2 separate regions of the Mus musculus genome follow, and region 1 is linked to region 2. A link is a contact called in public Hi-C data. All regions are on one chromosome and are shown on one strand. The core of a region is the stretch at or near the end of the contact, and the rest is flanking DNA. Distances in the headings are between cores, read along the strand shown. Region 1 overlaps Tti1 (TELO2 interacting protein 1). Region 2 has its middle 8.6 kb from the start of Gm25407.

What was found. Hi-C and Micro-C count contacts between places; a contact is called where the count stands out from the background.
Region 1: a contact with region 2 is called in a Hi-C map of the N1E-115 cell line, with 6 times the contacts expected there. The contact joins two enhancer-like sites. A contact is called at or near these places in 2 of 39 promoter capture datasets (the C10 cell line and liver), 2 of 484 Hi-C or Micro-C datasets (the N1E-115 cell line and nephron progenitors), 1 of 115 datasets of contacts at active chromatin or transcription factors (neural tube) and 1 of 9 other capture datasets (embryonic stem cells).

Annotation. Positions count from the first base shown.
Region 1 is chr2:157,987,702-157,990,401 of GRCm38.p6, forward strand. All of the region lies in intron 7 of Tti1 (TELO2 interacting protein 1), which reads right to left. Gm34402 (a long non-coding RNA gene) reads right to left here. Exons shown (of 2, transcript XR_375175.1): 2 at 1-2,230. Among named protein-coding and RNA genes, the nearest start is that of Gm34402, 3.9 kb to the right of the region's middle. Within about 2 kb of position 1,375, at least 7 of the 459 cell types and tissues checked have an H3K27ac peak or open chromatin away from gene starts, as enhancers often do. A contact at or near this core is called in the N1E-115 cell line, where this site is marked.
Region 2 is chr2:157,703,865-157,706,564 of GRCm38.p6, forward strand. No RefSeq gene overlaps it. Among named protein-coding and RNA genes, the nearest start is that of Gm25407, 8.6 kb to the right of the region's middle. Within about 2 kb of position 1,252, at least 20 of the 459 cell types and tissues checked have an H3K27ac peak or open chromatin away from gene starts, as enhancers often do. A contact at or near this core is called in the N1E-115 cell line, where this site is marked.

The sequences.
Region 1 (2,700 bases), core at 125-2,624, 280 kb after region 2:
GCTGTTTTTTTGTTTCTAAATGCTGGGGATGGGGGGATTATGACTGGAAGCAACAATTTACTCTCCAAATACATGCTACCAATTACCTTTGCAGCTACACTTACTTGTTAGACCTAACTATATTTACCTGTTCAAAACCATTCATCCATAGATCGACCTCCAACACGCACACTCAGAGACTCCTATTAAAAATATTTAAATGCAGTGAGGACAGGATTTAAAACCATAAACACTAGTAGCAGCGTATGATGCTAATCATACCCCTAAAGTATCACAAATGCAGTAGAATACTTCATGCATATTTAAAAGGGTCTGACATGGAGAGGTCCAATCTGTTAGAGACAATTCAAAAGGAAGTCAGAACCAGGCAGGGTTTAAGTCCTACTGGGTGGGTTTTAAATGCAGCCCCTTCCATCTGGCTGGCTCTTCCATCTCCAGGCTAAGGTCCCATGACAGTGCTGCTGTCCACTGGCTTCAAAGCTGATCTGAGCACTTGCTGGCATATTCAGAGGCCACGTGCAGTATTTCCTGCCCCTACCAGAAAGATGATATTTTTTGTGATAATCTATGTGACTTGCCCTCTCCTACTCAAATTATTTTTTTTCTATGACCCATGCTTTGGCACTAGGCCAGCAGCTCCCATTGATGGGCAACATAACAACTCTTAGAAATGTATTTCTGTGGGGTATGATGGCACATGCCTGTGATCTTGGTACTTGGCCACTGCATGCACATATACAGGCAAGCATCACACATAATGGCAAACAAGCAGGTTAGCAATCTCATGACATACCACAGCATCAGGGAAGTACAGGCAACACATGGTTTCAGTAGTGCGATATCCCTGCCTTCATTTCAGAAAACCAGTAACCTGCTTTGTTTGTAATCTGCATGGCAGATGTCTCTTATCTCTGACACCATAAAATCACGCCTCTGTGTGCACAGAGAACAGCTTCAGATCTGAGTGTATTTTTAGAACAATGGGCCTTGAAAAGAAAAGCAGCAGTGGCTGTCAAAGATGGATAATAGGAAAGCTAACTACTTGGGTCTGGATTTGTCAACTATTAATCAAATGTCAAAAGGAAAAATATGAGGAGTGCCCTCATTTCCATGCCGGTGCAGTCCAGGGGAAACGGCTTTGTAGGCAGGCTTCAAATGAGCTGCCCCTCATCCCCATTCAGGAGACCAGGTATTCATTTTGAGCTAGCCTAACTAGTGGTTCACCCCTGTGGCTCCTGATCTGTTCAAACAGACAGGTCTGTGTGTGGCGTAGAGAGGAGTCGGGCTCTGGCAGGGATGAAATGAGGAGCCTATGCTAGTCTGCATTGTCCAGGGTTTGAAGGCACCGGCTGGTTCTTTGATGGGCTGGGATCCTACTGCTAGAAACTGAACAGGGAAGTCAGTTGATAAATGAACCTGCTCCTGACTTCCTCCACAAATGCAGGAGGGGTGAGGTGCCCCAATTAACATAAAAAAGACTCCTCTGAGAAGAAAGCTCACTTCAGATGTTAGTGACAAGTAGATTTAGAAGGAAGGATGCATCCAGATGTATGCACGTGACATGCCCAGCACACATACATTTGGTCAGTGTATATACACATGTAACATGAGGGCAGAGGCCTCCTGTCTTCTTTCCTCCTTTTTCAGTACCCAGACAGTCCTTGGCATGCAGAGATCATTGCACAATTTTCAGAGTTGACTTTCTGACTACATAAAAAGAACTCATCTGTACAAAGACCCTGTGAGGGGGCATCACCATCAAGTGGTGAAGGAGGAATGAACACCATACTGCCCTTCCACCTCCCACCCAGGACTAGGGAATAACAGCATCAACACTAGCACTGTGAAAGGTATGCCAGCATCCCTAACTAGGGTCTGGGGTTGGCAGAGACCAAGCAGCCTGGGAGCTCTGCCTGTCATGAAACTCACTGGGCACAGGCTTCATGTTTTTACCAGAAGATATTGCCTAGTTTTATTTGCTTTTGGTCCAGAGTGAAGGTGCATATGATATAAGACCTCATTGCAGGACAGAGAGCCTCAGAGGCTAGGAGGAGATTGGCACACTGAGTACACGGACTCAAAGGAAAACTGAAATTGGGATGGGGTGGTGAGCGGAGGGCAGGGGGTTGCTTTCCTCTGGAATTCTTTTCAGTATGAAATTGCAAAGTTCCAGTGGTCAAAAGGGCACAGAACTGCATGCTGGGAGACATCCTGGAGGCTTCTGGGCTGCCTGGGAAGGTAAATCAGTTAAGTTTGCTTCTGCTTCTGCGTAGGTGGGGCCGGGCTAACCCAGGGCTTCCTCTTACTGACACTGACCTTTCCTGGTTTGTTGGCTACTCTTCCCATGCCCTTAAATATGATTTACTTATCTGTCATCCATTAAAGTTACTTAACTGCATGGGACCTGAAGGAGCTCCCCACCCCCATCACAGTTAACAGTGACACCTGGTGGTAATAAGCAGCAAGGCTATTTCCTGCCCCCACCACTCCCCCAAGTCAAAAGATTTATGCCCCTCCTTACAAGGCACATTTGCCAGATAAAAGCATTAAACTGGAATGGCATCTCCACTCTTAGCATTTACAGCCTTGGTTATATCAACCATCCCCTGATCAATTTCCATTTCCAGAGTTTACAACCTAGATGTAAAAGCCTGCCACGAAGGCTATATTTAATATGACAAATTAAAATAGCAAACAGAG
Region 2 (2,700 bases), core at 2-2,501:
CACCCAGTTTAGGTAGTGCTGGGAATGGAACTCAGAGCCTTGTGCCTACTAGGCAAGCATGTGACCAGCTGAGCCCCAGTCCCTGCCAGAAGAGATATTCCTCAAGATGGATGAGGCTTGATTCCAGAACTTTCATTCTTTTCTTCTACCTGTTTTTCTTGGATACTTGCAGCACATAGTGATTAAACTCCCTTTCTTCTTCTTCTTCTTCTTCTTCTTCTTCTTCTTCTTCTTCTTCTTCTTCTTCTTCTTCTTCTTCTTCTTCCTCTTCCTCCTCCTTCTTCTTCTTCCTCTTCCTCTTCCTCTTCCTCTTCCTCTTCTCCTTCTCCTTCTCCTCCTCCTCCTCCTTCTCCTCCTCCTCCTCCTTCTTTTTAAAAGTTTCTAAAATTGCAGTTACGTGGGAGGGGGGGGGGGTCTGGCTCAAGAGCCACAGTGTGCATGTGGAAATCTGAGGACCATGTGGGTCTTAGGAAGAAGAGGCAGGATGATGGGAAATTCAAGGTCATCCTTAGCCCCATAGTCACAGTAGTAGGTCAGAGTTCAAGCTTTGATGCCCATGGTGACCCAGAGTAAAAGTTCTGTGCTCGGATGAGAGCTGTGTCCTCTGTGATGTCGAGACAGCTATGCTTCAGGGAGTGATACAATTGGTCCTGCAACTGGTCCATGATGGTCGGCAGCTGTCCATCCCAGCACAGCCTTACATAAAGTCTTAGTGAATCTTAACATTTGCTTCTTTCTCCAGCTCTTCCTTCCTTTTCCTGCCTCTTTGTCTTTATTTATTTATTTATTTATTTATTTATTTATTTTTGCCTGCTTGTGCTCTCTCTCCATCCAATTGCAACTGCAGGGAACAGCAGGAGTTTAAACTGAGGTCAGATCCTGGAGACACCCCAATGGCAAGAGGAATGCAACTTCAGCCTAAGGGAACTAGTGACTCCTGACAGGTTACCCAGTGAAAAGAGACCTGGCTGGAGTGGGGGGTGGGGATGAATCTGGTAGCAGAGATGGGAACAGAGTGCTGAGGACAAGCTAGGAGCAGAGGGGGAAGATACCGCGGACCCTGGAGGTCAGGTGAGAAGAGTGGTGGGCAGAGGTTGCATCCCTGGATTCCACCCTTGCCCAGTGTGTCGGGGAGAAGCCGTCTCCTTCATCCATCTTGCTACAAAACTCAGCCAGAGCTCTCGGCCTTCCAGAGCGACCTCAGAGCAGAGTGTGACCTCTCCTGGCCAGCACTGAGAGGATTCCAGGCCCCAGTGACACCTCTGGCTTTCCAGTGAAGACTTTGCTGGCTCCCGTAGGTTTCCAGCATCTTCCGGCCTGTTCCCTGCCCGGAGATTAATTTGTTTACTCCCTTGCCTGGAGATGAACTGAGAGAACTAATCGTCCATCAGCCGCACAACCTTGCCCCGCCCGGCCCTGAATGTCCATTTTCTGGCAAAATATGTCCTCTCTGCTGCCAAGGCTTTTTGGAAAATGCTAATTTTATCCTCAAATTAAAATTTGTTCCCCTTTCCTCATTTTAATAAAAGCGAGGCATCCGGAAATGTTGCCATAGTGCAGAAGCGAACGTTCCCGACATAATTTTCAAAATGCCTTCGATCACGCGGCTTTCGGAAGGGCCTGTCCTCTGGCCCTGACCTCCCTTCCCCATCTCCACGCCCCCTGGGGCAGCATTTACATTTCTTAATAACCCCTCATTAATATGCATGAGAAGGGGTGGGTAATAATGGCTGAGCACGCTGCACTAATTCAATTTCCACCCGCCTCGGCCTGTTTACTTAATCACCAAGGGACCCGGGTTACTCAGCATAATTATTTATTCGGAATTAGATCTGGAGGCATCTGGACTGAGCAAAATGGAAACTGGAGTCTCTTGGTCCTGAGCTCTGGGCCCTCCCGCTGGCCGGCTGCCTGCCAAAGGCTCAAGGCCGGCGGGGTCAGCTTAAAACCTGGGCTGGTGGGGGGGGGGGGTTCTTATCAAAGTACAGAAGACTCAGGTACGATGACCGGGTCAAAAATCTCTCCCCCATGGTGGTCTAGAGGGACCATCAGCTCTGCTGGTGGCTAAGAGTAAGGTTGGGCCAGAGGCAGGCCTCAGGGGGTGCTGGGAGCTTATCCCAACACCGGCATGTGCTGAGACTTGGACACAGGCCTTACAGGGAGGAGAAAGAGTGTGTGCCTTGAGTCAGAATATTAATGGCTGGTCACCCATATCCGAGTGTCAGTATGCACGAAGCTAACTACAACCTGTGGCTTCGGGCATCCACTGGGATTCTTGAGACATATCCCCTGAGCATAGTAGGGAGCCACGGTGTAATAGGCCAGCTCCTTGGGCCACACTCCTCTAATTTGATGCTCAGTGAGCTCCTGTTCATGCCTCAAAACCCAACTCCCTTGGCTGCTGCATTCTCCTGGCAAAGCCACAGCTCCCCGTCACGTTTTCCACACTCTGCTCTATCCCTGAGCCCCCTCCAGTGCCGCTCATTTTTCATAAGTCCTATGTCCTACTTGTGTAGGAGCAAGGGGGATGTTAGGTGTTTCTCTGTCGGGGTGGCCTCTCCTCTGGGTCTCTGGCTCCCAGGAGCGCCACAGTCCACTGGGAGCCCTCTCCTGGATAGCTAGCACACAGCCTTCTCCTCTGTCTCTCAGGCACAGCATGGGGGCAGCCTTCTGCAGCTGGTCTTTGGACTCCTCTGAACC